4 separate regions of the Mus musculus genome follow, and regions 1, 3 and 4 are each linked to region 2. A link is a contact called in public ChIA-PET and Hi-C data. All regions are on one chromosome and are shown on one strand. Each heading gives the region's core, a stretch centred on a gene start, on an enhancer-like site or on the middle of the called end of the contact. The rest is flanking DNA. Distances are from core to core; before and after follow the strand shown.

What was found. Hi-C and Micro-C count contacts between places; a contact is called where the count stands out from the background. ChIA-PET counts read pairs in DNA pulled down with a chosen protein or histone mark.
Region 1: an RNA polymerase II ChIA-PET map of memory CD8 T cells shows a contact between it and region 2, with 6 read pairs. The contact joins two enhancer-like sites. A contact is called at or near these places in 1 of 115 datasets of contacts at active chromatin or transcription factors (memory CD8 T cells) and 1 of 9 other capture datasets (adipose tissue).
Region 3: a contact with region 2 is called in an RNA polymerase II ChIA-PET map of memory CD8 T cells, with 32 read pairs. The contact joins the promoter of 4930594M22Rik here to the enhancer-like site in region 2. A contact is called at or near these places in 3 of 39 promoter capture datasets (hippocampal neurons and liver), 1 of 484 Hi-C or Micro-C datasets (liver), 4 of 115 datasets of contacts at active chromatin or transcription factors (the 230-238 cell line, effector CD8 T cells, embryonic stem cells and 1 more) and 3 of 9 other capture datasets (adipose tissue, embryonic stem cells and pancreatic islet).
Region 4: a contact with region 2 is called in a Hi-C map of Th1 cells, with 2.4 times the contacts expected there. The contact joins two enhancer-like sites. A contact is called at or near these places in 1 of 484 Hi-C or Micro-C datasets (Th1 cells) and 3 of 115 datasets of contacts at active chromatin or transcription factors (the 230-238 cell line, CD8 T cells and astrocytes).

What each region holds. Positions count from the first base shown.
Region 1 is chr14:122,996,282-122,999,319 of GRCm38.p6, forward strand. No RefSeq gene overlaps it. Among named protein-coding and RNA genes, the nearest start is that of Tmtc4, 15 kb to the left of the region's middle. Within about 2 kb of position 1,405, at least 13 of the 459 cell types and tissues checked have an H3K27ac peak or open chromatin away from gene starts, as enhancers often do. A contact at or near this core is called in memory CD8 T cells, where this site is marked.
Region 2 is chr14:122,556,125-122,558,998 of GRCm38.p6, forward strand. Pcca (propionyl-Coenzyme A carboxylase, alpha polypeptide) reads left to right here. Exons shown (of 24, transcript NM_144844.2): 2 at 1,591-1,668. Among named protein-coding and RNA genes, the nearest start is that of Pcca, 23 kb to the left of the region's middle. Within about 2 kb of position 1,412, at least 82 of the 459 cell types and tissues checked have an H3K27ac peak or open chromatin away from gene starts, as enhancers often do. A contact at or near this core is called in the 230-238 cell line, CD8 T cells, Th1 cells and 2 more, where this site is marked.
Region 3 is chr14:122,911,563-122,914,322 of GRCm38.p6, forward strand. It overlaps 4930594M22Rik (RIKEN cDNA 4930594M22 gene), which reads left to right and starts at 1,468. Exons shown (of 2, transcript NR_155287.1): 1 at 1,468-1,730. Ggact (gamma-glutamylamine cyclotransferase) reads right to left here and starts at 1,603. Exons shown (of 3, transcript NM_145466.2): 1 at 1,539-1,603.
Region 4 is chr14:122,829,402-122,832,394 of GRCm38.p6, forward strand. All of the region lies in intron 21 of Pcca (propionyl-Coenzyme A carboxylase, alpha polypeptide), which reads left to right. Among named protein-coding and RNA genes, the nearest start is that of Gm46488, 80 kb to the right of the region's middle. Within about 2 kb of position 1,285, at least 12 of the 459 cell types and tissues checked have an H3K27ac peak or open chromatin away from gene starts, as enhancers often do. A contact at or near this core is called in CD8 T cells and Th1 cells, where this site is marked.

The DNA.
Region 1 (3,038 bases), core at 155-2,654, 440 kb after region 2:
TATAAAGAGTCTTTCTTATAATCTATTTCTTTACACCCCCAGAAGGGAATCATTATTTAAAATAAATAGGCTAATAATAACGAAAGTGTCAATGAGAATCCCTGGAATGGGGCTGTGTCTGTAAAGACTGGCTGATTTCAACTGCAGTGGTATGGAGAGAGAGGGTGGAGTGTTGCAGATCCAGAGACTAATTATTTTGGGCTAACTATTGCTCCCCGAACAGCCATTTCTTGCCCACCTCTTGTGTAGGAAACTAACATCCTGTGACTGATGGATAAAACCCTATAAAAAATCTATTGACTTAGCAGATCACTAACTTCCACCAACCCAAAACCAGTGTCTGAGCCTGTAGCAGGACTTCCTCCATCCTGCTGTAAATGCTTCTTTGAAGTACCAGCCAGTATATTTTAAACTTGCCTTGATTTATAACTTTCTTTGTTGTATAAAACTGTATGACTTTATAAACTCCTTCTACATTGGAACATGGAATTTGGGGCAACCTATAACTGTGACTTGAGGCTGGGATGACTATTCTTGGTTGTCAACATGACTACATCTGAAATTAACTACAACACAAAAGTGGAAGGGCACACCTGTGAGGGATTTTTGCTTAATGTGAACTGGGAAGGTCTACCTCTAATCTGGACTTTTGATATGGGAAGACAGTCCTCTAATCTGGGCCATGCCTCCTGCTGGAAGCCTAGATAAGTACATGAAAGAAGAAGAATTTTCTCTTTGCCTGCTTGCTCTCACCTCAATAGCAAGTCCATTCCTTCACTGGCATTAGAGTCTAGGTCTTTGGGATTCTGGCATTTACTTGAAGACCAACTGAGACATCCAGCTTTGTGGGCCGAATGATTACTGAATTATTGTACCTTTCCTTCATACACAGCCATTGTTGGATTAGCTGGACCACAGCCTGTAATTCATATTAATAAATCCTTTTCACACACACACACACACACACACACACACACACGATTCATTCTGTAAGTTCTGTTACTCTAGAGAACCAAGCTTAATATATAGCCATACTTGATTTTGTCTCCAGAGTAAATTATTACTTACTCCCTTTAAGGTGAGAGTTGTGTTAATGTGCGTCTGCTTATTTTCTGCATGGTCATTAACAATAACAGTTTATCTTTGCCAATTGTGCACACTAACAATAACAGTTTATCTTTGCCAATTGTGCAGCATGTGTCAGAGAAATTGTTCTTTTACAAGCTAATAACAGGAATCTGGTATTCTATTGTGAGAATTCTTTTCCTGGGGAGATGCAAACAATGTCTACCCTTCCCCCATCCCAGTAAGGTCATAGTGACAAACCAAGGTACAGTTCACCCTGGGAAACCAGTGAGTTTCTTAGTTTACTTGTAGAGCAGTGGTTAGGGGATTCCCTAAAAGAGTGTAGGTGACCTCAAAGCAACCACACTAGAAAGTTTTCACCCAGAGTAAATGATGATTTCCATATACCTATGTAAATGGAGCTCGCTTCAGTTAACCCTCCTACTCTTTAAACTATAGCACCTTCTGTTTCTCTAGGCTACACATATTTAGTGCAAAATTGCATGCAAATGTCTAGAAGGGGTATCTGGAACCTCAGTAGGGGTTCACTGACATCCCCCACAACTTCTATGAAGAAACATCAACAGCTTATCATGATGGTTTCTTTTGCAAGGAGGCACAACCAGTCTGATCAAGAAGGTGGCTGCTTTGCTCAGTGGCCGGTGATCTACAATGATGAAGTTTGTTATCAATATTAGTTATGCAGACAGTAAAGTGAAGTATTAGGCATGTGCTGTAGTGTGTTTAAATTCATGTGGAACTTAAGAGTCCATGCTGAGACTTACACCAGACAACAAAAAACTAGAATATCCCAGGAGCTGTCAGTGAGATTTTTATGTTTGTCAAAGAATCACAAGTCAAACCACGAAGCAAGAGATGGGAGGGGATTTTGTGTTAGCCAGATAAACTTCCTGATGGTATATACCTGACAATAGAGCAGATATCCTGAAAGCAGTCATGAGCTACCCCTGTCAAGCATGGGCTGTACAGGCCCCTGACAGGGAGAATGATTTTTGAAAGAAAGTCTTTCCTGCTTTTAGAGGAACATTGATGTAGACCAGCTCATGATCATGTGCAGACTTGAAGATCAGGGTGTTGGTAAAGTGTGATTCTCAAAAAAGGAAAAAGTGACTCTCATATAGAATGAAGCAGTGTGAAAGCTCAATCCAGATTTCCACTAAAGGAACAGAACAGTGGAAAGCAATCTGAATGAGAAATGAGAGGAATTATTTCTACCGGAAAAAAAAAAAAAACAACTTTTTTTTTTTTTTTTGCTTATTAGTTTGGAACAAAACGCATTAGTATCCTATGAGGCAAAAATATTGTAATCTTTAGGCTTGCCTTTTTGTTAGATAGGAACTCTTTGTATCTCCACTAGACAAGGTCTATAGTTGTACGTAATCTCATAGGACTGAGCTCATACCTCAAGTACCAACGAGAAATAACAAGCCCAATACTTAACTGGGCTTCACTGCTTTAAACTGCTTTCCCGTGTTGGTATTTTAAGAGGGACTGAATGAAATTGCCCCAAGTCAGTGAGCTTAAAACACCAGAAATGTATTCCCAGAAGAGTGTAGACATCCAAAATCAAAGTGGCGGCACAGGAGCCCTTCAGAGCCCTTCAGAGCCCTATGCTTTCTCTGCGTTGGGAGTTTCTGGACCACATCGTGCTCCTCAGCTAGAGTGTCACTCTGGGCTTCTGCTCCTGCTAGCCCATAGAACTTGTCTTAGTTACTTTTCCACGGCTGTGAGAAGACACCACGACCAAGGCAAGTTATAGAAGAAAGAGTTTATTTGGGGCTTATAGGTTTTTTTTGTTGTTATTGTTGTTTTTTGTTTTTGTTTTTGTCGAGACAGAGTTTGTCTGTGTAGCCCTGGCTGTCTAGGAACTCACTTTGTAGACCAGGCTGGCCTCGAACTCAGAAATCCACCTGCCTCTTAGTTTTTGAGGGTTTGAATTCACTGTGGCAGGA
Region 2 (2,874 bases), core at 162-2,661:
ACTTAGCTCTTTTCTTCCACCATGGGTTCCAGGGATCAAACTCATGTCTTCAGCATTGCACGGCAAGCACTTTATCCCCAGATCCATATACTGTCCCAACACATCCAGATACTGTCCCAACACATCGCCTTCTTAAAACTTGGTTATGCAACTTTTCTTGTTTTAACTTTCTGATTTAGCTTATGAGCTGTGACTTAAAAATGCATAAAGATAATATTTCTTCCTCCAAAAAATTCATTACTGGTAAACAAGGAATTAGATTTAATCAAATTTAACTTTTTTAAGTTTCAAAGGACATGTAGAAAGTAAAAAACAAATGTATAGAATAAAATCAAATAATTGTGGTTATATATACAATGGAGGTATGAGTCTAGAATATATCAAGAATCCTTATAACACAGCCGTGAAAGAAAATCCAGTTTGAGTCTGGTGGTGGTGATACACCCTTTTAATCCTAGAACTTGGGAGGCAGAGATAAGTGGATCTCTGAGTTTGAGGCCAGCCTGATCTACAGAGTAAGTTCCAGGATAGCCAAGGTTACATAGAGAAATAATATATATATATATATATATATATTTTTTTTTTTTAAAAAAAAAGAGAAATAATATATTGAGAAATTAAAAAAAGGAATTTGAACGACAGTTATAGAATGTAGACATTCCTATAAAGAGAGCATAAAATGACACATACACTTTTGAAAGACACTTGTACAAACACAGACATCCAGTTGGATAGGATGGTGTGTATCCTTCCTACCAGCACTTGGATCTCTGAGCGTTTGAGGTCAGCCTGGTCGACCTAGTTTCAGGTTAGCTAGAGCCTGTGCACAGTGAGCCCCTGTTTCAAAACCAAAGAACCAAAATTCAAACCTAAACCAATATTAAAGATATCCAGTTATAGGCATAGTCAGACCTCGTCCCGTGTTTGTTACAATTTTTATTACTCATTTTCTTAATGTCTTAAGGCATTTCTTCAGAAATAGTTAATAACATACTAGATGTGAACTTGATCATTTCGGACTTTTATCTATCAAATCCTTTTTGTGCCAGAAAAAAGTTATAACTCCTGACTTTTTTTTAAAATTTCAACAAATAAAAAAAGGGACATTTTTATTAGTTACTAGTCATTGTTAAAATTGAAAAATCCTTAAAGCCATCACTTTATTATTTATTTATTTGCTTACTAAGTACCTAGGGCCTTGGGAATGATAGACTGATCTCTGCCTCAGAAGCACACACCTCAGAAGCACACACACAAAGAAACGGTCCTCCGTTTAAATTCTGTAAATCCCTGAGGTTTGTGGCATTTCTGACCTTGCACTCTCAGTCACCCACCAGAGGCTGCCCGTGACGTGCCACCCCTCGCTCACTCGCTCTCTTCCTCTTTTGCCACACCTTTGGTTCTTCTTACATGCCAAGGGGACGTGTCTTCAGTTGAGGTTTCCTCTCCGTAACTAAGTTCCATTCTTAGCACTGTGTATATAGACTGAAACTCTTGGGTAGAAGCAAACTGGAAAAGAACCCCGAGAAAAGGTAAAACCCACAAGAGTCTAACTGCTTTCACTTTTGTTTTTCTTCTATTTTTAAATAGCATGCTCCAGTCTATTCATACCAATGCCTAGTGGTGTCCAGAAGTCTCAGTTCTGTGGAATATGAGCCTAAAGAAAAGGTAAGGATTTTAAAAATAAAAATAAAATCTCAATGGCCGAGGTGGACTGGTTTTATTTCTTGTTGCCACATGATGTTCAGTGGACTGATTGAATTGTAGTGATATTGTCATTATTTATTGCATTGGTGAAGTGTTGTAGGCTTCTTTTCTGTTTTCCTTCTTTAATATGTGCGTGCATGTGAGCATGTAAGCACGTGTGCATGTGCTCATGTCCTTGTGGAGGCCAGAGGATGATATCTGGGGTCCTGCTCTATCGTTCTCTGACTTAGTCCCTCAAGACAGGGTCTCTCACTGAACCTGCAATTGGGCCTGTAGCAAGCCCCAGGATCCTCGTGTCTCTCCCTCTTGCCATGCCTGGGTTATAGGCACTTGATTGGCCATGCCTAGGCATTATTGTGATTGTTAGAGATTTGAACTCCGATTCCCTTGTGCTCTTACCCAGTGAGTCATCACCCAGCCCCTGTATCACAGGTTTTAGAGAGGCTCAGTCTTTGTTCCATTTTTCATTTGTAGAGTACAACTTGAGTTTGGTAGTGTTTCTCATTAGCATCAAAGGTTTTTAGAATGTGGATTCAGGGCCTGGAGAGATGACTGTAGTGGTTAAGAGTTTGTTTCTCACCACCCACATCTGTCAGCTCGCAACTGCCTCTAACTACATTTCTAAAGGATTCGCCATGTTCTTGTGAGCTATTGAACTGGTTTATGTGTGTGAGGAGGCCTGACCTTCCTTATAATGACCTCCATTCTCGTGTGGGTTGGCTATCTCACTGCAGTGCAGGGGTGTAAGATGTAAATACCTTGGAAGGATTTCTTTTATGCCAGGTTCTCATGGCTGCTTAAGGGGAGGTATGACTCAGTTTCTGCCCCTGGAACATCGTCAGGCTGTTGATCCCCACATGTGCTAATGGTTGCTGCTTCCCTCAAGCTGATCTGCTATCTTTCCTACTTAATTTTCAATCTCTTTCTGGGGAATATATTTCCCCCATTACTCAGAGCTAACCACTCCATAATAAATGAAACAGATGCAGTTCTCAGGAATGAGGAATGGAGGTGGTCATGAGGCTGAGGAGGATGAGGAACAGGCCTTCTGCTTGGCTTTTAGGGCCATGGGAAAAAATCTAGACAACAAAACCACAAAGGCCACGGAAGCCTACATGGTCCTTTGTAGAAATTGTTCATTGTGAAACTTGGCCTTGAACTTGGAAT
Region 3 (2,760 bases), core at 218-2,717, 360 kb after region 2:
CAAAGAGGGGAGATAGATACCCATGGCTATAGGGGTGGGACAATACAGGGAAGCCTTTGACTGAAGGATGAGTGTTAGTCAAGATGCTGGGTGGTTATTGTTAGCTCAGAGTCTCCAAATAAAATTTCCAGTATTTACTGGCTTCAGATGGGGAATGTTCTAGAGAAGGCTGCTAAGATCATTTGATGTCGTCTTCCTATTGCTACCTTCCCATGGACCATGTCCCTCTTCAAACATGACAGCACTAGTCTGTAGGGCAGAGGGTCCTCTCCCCTAACAAGACCCTGGCCAAGGCCAATAAAGAGTCATCCCATGACTCCTTTTCAAGCTTTGACAGACAGAACTGGAGCTCTCAAAAGTTCTTACTAGATAAAGAAGAAACTTTTATTTGTTTTGGTTTTGATATTTTTTTGATGTAAGATCTTGCATATCCCAGGATGGTCTGCTTTAGCGTTCTGAGTGCTGGAATCACAGACATAAGCCACCACACCTGGCTTGATCCTGTACTTAAAAAAAATTAACCTTTGCAGGGTTTTGGTTTTGGTTTTGGTTCTGTACCACACACTGCCATCCACTAATGACCACCACAGACAGACGTCAGTCCAGCTCACCACTTCACACAGAAGGGTGAATTCTACCACTGAGCCACATTCCTAATCCCAACTTGGTCTGCTTATTTTCCAGTGCTGGAGAGCCAATCTTGGGCCTTTTGCATGCTAAGGACATGGTTTGTAAGTTCACTAGTTTAAATAAAAGGTTCAGTACAAAAAAAAAAAAAATCCACCAATTAACTTTGCAAACTAGCTTTTAGAGAAAAATGCCCTCTATTGTTGAAGTCTGGCCTGCTTACTCAGGGACTTCTCAGAGAAGGTTCAGGAAAATGAGGCCAAACTGCAGAGTTCCTCACTTAGCAAGCACTTCAGTTACAGGAAACAGACCAGGAGAAAGACTTCAATTAGAAGAAATCTTTTAACATAAATAAATGAGCTTGGAGTTAAGCTAAGTTAAAATACACGCACACCTCAAATGGGTTTTAAGCGAGGCTGTAACGTTATAACTCGTTGATTAGAGTTAAACAGCAATAATAACCACGGATAGAATCAAAGGGATGGATCGCCAAAGTTCCAGGCGTTTTACTACTGGTTCCAAAGGAAATCCAGATGTGAAACGGACCAACAGAAGTTGGTTTAGGATTCTTTTTCAGGTTTTGGACTCTTCACACATAAGTGACTCCTAAAGTAAAATTAAAAAAACATTTCTTTTGAAAACCGCTAGCCACATTCCCTTAGGATCTTAAGCTACCTGTTGGAGCTGTCTGTCCCGCGAGAGCAAGCATCAGCTCCGCTCCGGTAGCAGTCACAGCACGGGCCGCCCGGGCAGCTTTCCGGGGTGGGGGTGGGGGGTCAAATGCGCGCTCCGCCCAGCGCGTTCCGCCAGGCAGACCCATACGCCGGGACGCTAGCGGACATTCGCTGGCTGGTGACAGAGTCCCTAAGCCGCCCCCAGGCTCCCAGTCCCAGCCCGCCTCGGCGCCTCACCTGCAGCGGTCGGGGGAATCACGAGGAGCGCGCCCGGACCACGGAGCGGAAATGCCCAGCTGGGCGGGTGTCGCAACCAAACCGCCCCGGGCGGCGCTCCTGCTGGTCTCTCGCCGCTCCGCCCGCCCCGGCAGCGCCACGGAGCGCACCTGGCAGCGCGCACGCCACTCCCCATGTGCCGGAACCGCGCAGGTAAGAACCCGAAGCCACATTCCTCCGAAATGCAAGCAAGCAAGCTCCCCACCACCACTCCCACCACCAGACACGGGCTCGACTGCTCCCACCAGGTTCAGCTCTACATCACACATGCTTTGACTCCACGTTAGACCCAAACACGCCTAAGATTCACTACTTCAGAGAGACTCACCCCTTCACATAGACACTGAGGTGATGCTAAACTCAGATCTGAGGAAGGCTCCACAGGACAATTAAGGCATCGCATCTGCTCGTACATATCCCTACGGGATACAGGTAACTGTAGCAATTCTGCCTACTTACCAACTCTTTTTAAAATAAAACTTGTTTAGGAGCTAATGGAAGAACTAGCTTTCCCCTACATCCTACCCTTAGGACATAAGATGTATGAGAACCAAAAGCTGAGGGCAATTTTTTCTCTAGAGATCTTTATCATGGAAGGATGTTCCTATGGCAGAATGCAGGCAGGCGTGATGCTGGAGAGTTCTATATGTCCCTATCGGGATGTGAAAGCAACGTCACAGAGATGGTGAGACTAGAGACCCATTGTCTCCTCATCGAGACCCAAATTAACTATATGACTACTGCTTTTCCTTTCATCATTTCCCATCCCTTTGACTTTGTGTATGTGGAGTACTTGAAATCGTGTTATATTCTTGGTTTTCACGTAGCATCAAATGATGCTGAAGTGGTTGTATTTTAAATAGATGTCCAAGTCTACAAGAACCCTGAACAATCATCACATTTATAAACCACCAATTTTATAGAAAGAGGACCATGAGAAGGAAAATGGGGTCTTAAAGGAGGGCCTGGGAAGGGGAGAAACAGGGAGTAATAGGATTACACATGACATCAAAGATGGGCAGGGATGAGGGAAGGAGGCATGGAGAGAAGAACAAAGCAGTACTACGAAAGTCTCAGAGCCACTCATAATGCGGCAAGCTAATTTACAAAACTAAATCGTTGAAGAAGAAGGTTAAGGGTCTAAGTATGCTTGAAGTTACTCCTTTACCACAATCTCATTTTA
Region 4 (2,993 bases), core at 35-2,534, 270 kb after region 2:
ATTACCTGAGTTAGTTATCAGGCATCAAAGACACCATTTAAGTGATCTGGTTTGAAATATATCTCCTGTATTTAGCGGTAAGGGAACCAGTGTATAGTTTCTAACAATGAATTTTTAGTTTTCCATGCCCAAAAGATTGTCCCACCACCTTTCTGATTAAGTCATTCAATTAAAACAAACTTTAACATGTGTGGGTGTGTGGGTGCAGAGAGCCCATGCTTGATGAATTCTTGTAGAGTATTCAAAAGCAACTGTTACTCCCTCCTGCAGGTGAGATGATGCCTGTTAGAAACAGGGATGGGGCCCAGTGATTGCAAGCCTTACTGCTGATGTACAGGAGTCCTTTTGACCACTGTGACAGTTCACGGGAGGCAAGAAGGCAGTCAGTTCAACATGATTCAGTAGCCAGTGTTGGTGCAAACTCTGGGAGTCTGACCCTCAATGGTTTATTTTCGGTATATGTAAGCACAACACAATTTTTTTATGATAAATAACTCAATCCCATGTGTACAATAAAACTTAAGGTATGACTACATTGAAACTGTAAAGTACACATGACATTTTTCCATAAAGATGGATTCTATAGATTGACAAACTGATCATAAGGCTCTGTGGAATGATCCAGTGTGGTCTCTGCCACACACAGATAATTAATCACACCTGCTCCTGGCCTTCTAGGTGGAAAACAGGTAATACATCTCTCCCTTTGAAAACACAACCCCATATGGTAAACATGTTTGTTCCCCTAGTACTTACCTGTGAGCAGAAGAACCTTTGTGCACCCCCCCCTACACACACACACACACACACACACACACACACTGCAAAAGAATCCATATAGGGTGCCTACAAATACTTGTAAGTTCAGGTCTAGAGAATCTGACACCTTCTTCTGGACACAAAGCATACACAGACATGCACATATGCACATAAGTAGTAATGTACACAAAAAAGACAAAGGTGGCAGAATTCAGGTGGGTTTGTATTGGGAGGACAGCTGCAGCACCAACATAGTCCAGAGTGTGGCCCTAGCACCAGGCATCTGGGGCTTGGAGTTTTACCAGTGACCCTTTGGCTTTGTTTGTGATGCCTGAATGCCAGGCGAAGAACTCTTAACCCTTGTGGGTTGACTTTTGAGATCTGATGTCCCATGCTGCCAAAGGCCCCTATTTCCCTACTTCTACAGTCATCTGCTTCTGTATTTGGTGGGTGTATTAGTCAGGGTTTCTATTCCTGCACTAACATCATGACCAAGAAGCAGTTGGGGAGGAAAGGGTTTATTCAGCTTTCACTTTCCAAATTGCTGTTCATCACTGAAGGAAGTCAGCCCAGAGATGATACCACCCATAAGGGGCCCTCCCCCTTTGATCACTAATTGAGAAAATGCCTTATAGCTGGATCTCATGGAGGCATTTCCTTACCTGAATCTTCTCTCTGTGATAATTCTAGCTTGTGTCAAGTTGACACAAAACCAGCCACTACAGTGGGAGAGCTTTTTTCCCCAAAGGTAATACTTTTTCCCCAAGTAACTGTTTCTGTTATAGACAGAAAACTAGATTAAACATGCTGTCTGATTTAAAGATTTACCTTCTCAATTAGAACATAATAAACATAATAAAAGCCTTAACCAAATAGAACCTGGCAATGCAGGCCTATAATCCCATCTAGATAGAGGCTGAAGGCAGGCAGATCCCAAGGTCAAGGCAACAAGGGCAACTTAGACCTTGTATTAAAATACAAAATAGATAACCAACTTGAGGCCCATACCATGAGAGGGAACCCATGCCTGACACTGCCTAGATGGCCAGGAACCAGAGGCAGGGCAGCCAGAGACCTAGGAAAGAACCAAACATGACTGGGAGAGAAAAGCTATGAAATGATTCCTCCTGATACTCTGCTATACTCATTGATTGTGCCTAGGCTAGCTGTCATCAGAGGGGTCTTATTCATTCAGCAACTGAGGAGAACAGATGTGGAGACCTACAGAAAAACAGTAGGTAGAACTCTGGAAATTCTGAAGAAAAGGGAGAGGGAGGATTGTAGGAGCCATCAGGGTCAAGGATACTATGAGAACATGGCCCACAGAATTGACTAAGTAGGGATCATGGGGGCTCACAGAGACTGAAGCTACAAACAGTACAGGCCTGAGCTAGGGTCTATCCATATGTTTTATGATTATTAGCTTGATTCCTAGCAGTGAGTAGGGGCATCTCTGACTCTCTTGCCTGTGCTTGAGACCCTTTTCCTCTTACTGAGTTATCTCATACAGCCCAGACTTGATTATGAGGGTTTGTTCAAGTTATATTTTAACTTCTTGTTATTCTGTGTTCAATTGAGATCCCTGGGAGACCTGCTCTTTTTTTTTTTTTTTTTTTTTTTGAGAAACAGAAGAAGAGTGGATCTGGAAGAGGACTAAGAGGAGTGGAGGGAGTGGAAACTGCAGTCAAGATGTAATACATGACAAAAAATGAATAGAAAGTAGAAAGGGGTGATCGTAGTTTAATAGTAGAGCATTTAACCAGCATATACAAGGCTCTAGGTTCAAGTCCTAGAGTATTGTTCGCCAGATAGACAGATAGATAAATAGATAGATAGATAATAAATAGATGGTAGATGGATGATAGATTGATAAATAGACATGACAGATGATAGATGGATAGATAATAGATGATTGGTTGATTATAGATATGTATCTAGTAGGTAGATAGGTGATAGCTAGATAATTATATATGTATATATGACTTATTGATAGATGATAGCTAGATAGTTGGTATATAGATGATATTGATTATAGATAGATGATAGATAATACATAACAGATGAAGATAGATGATAGATAGACAGAACGATAGACAGACAGACAAACATAATAGAAGAAAATAAATCCCAAGCTAACTACATTCAAGGTAATGCAGATGTAACACATATTTAAATGTGTTTTGAGAGATTCCTTGTTCTTATTATTTAACCCACATTTCTTTATTCTCTTATCT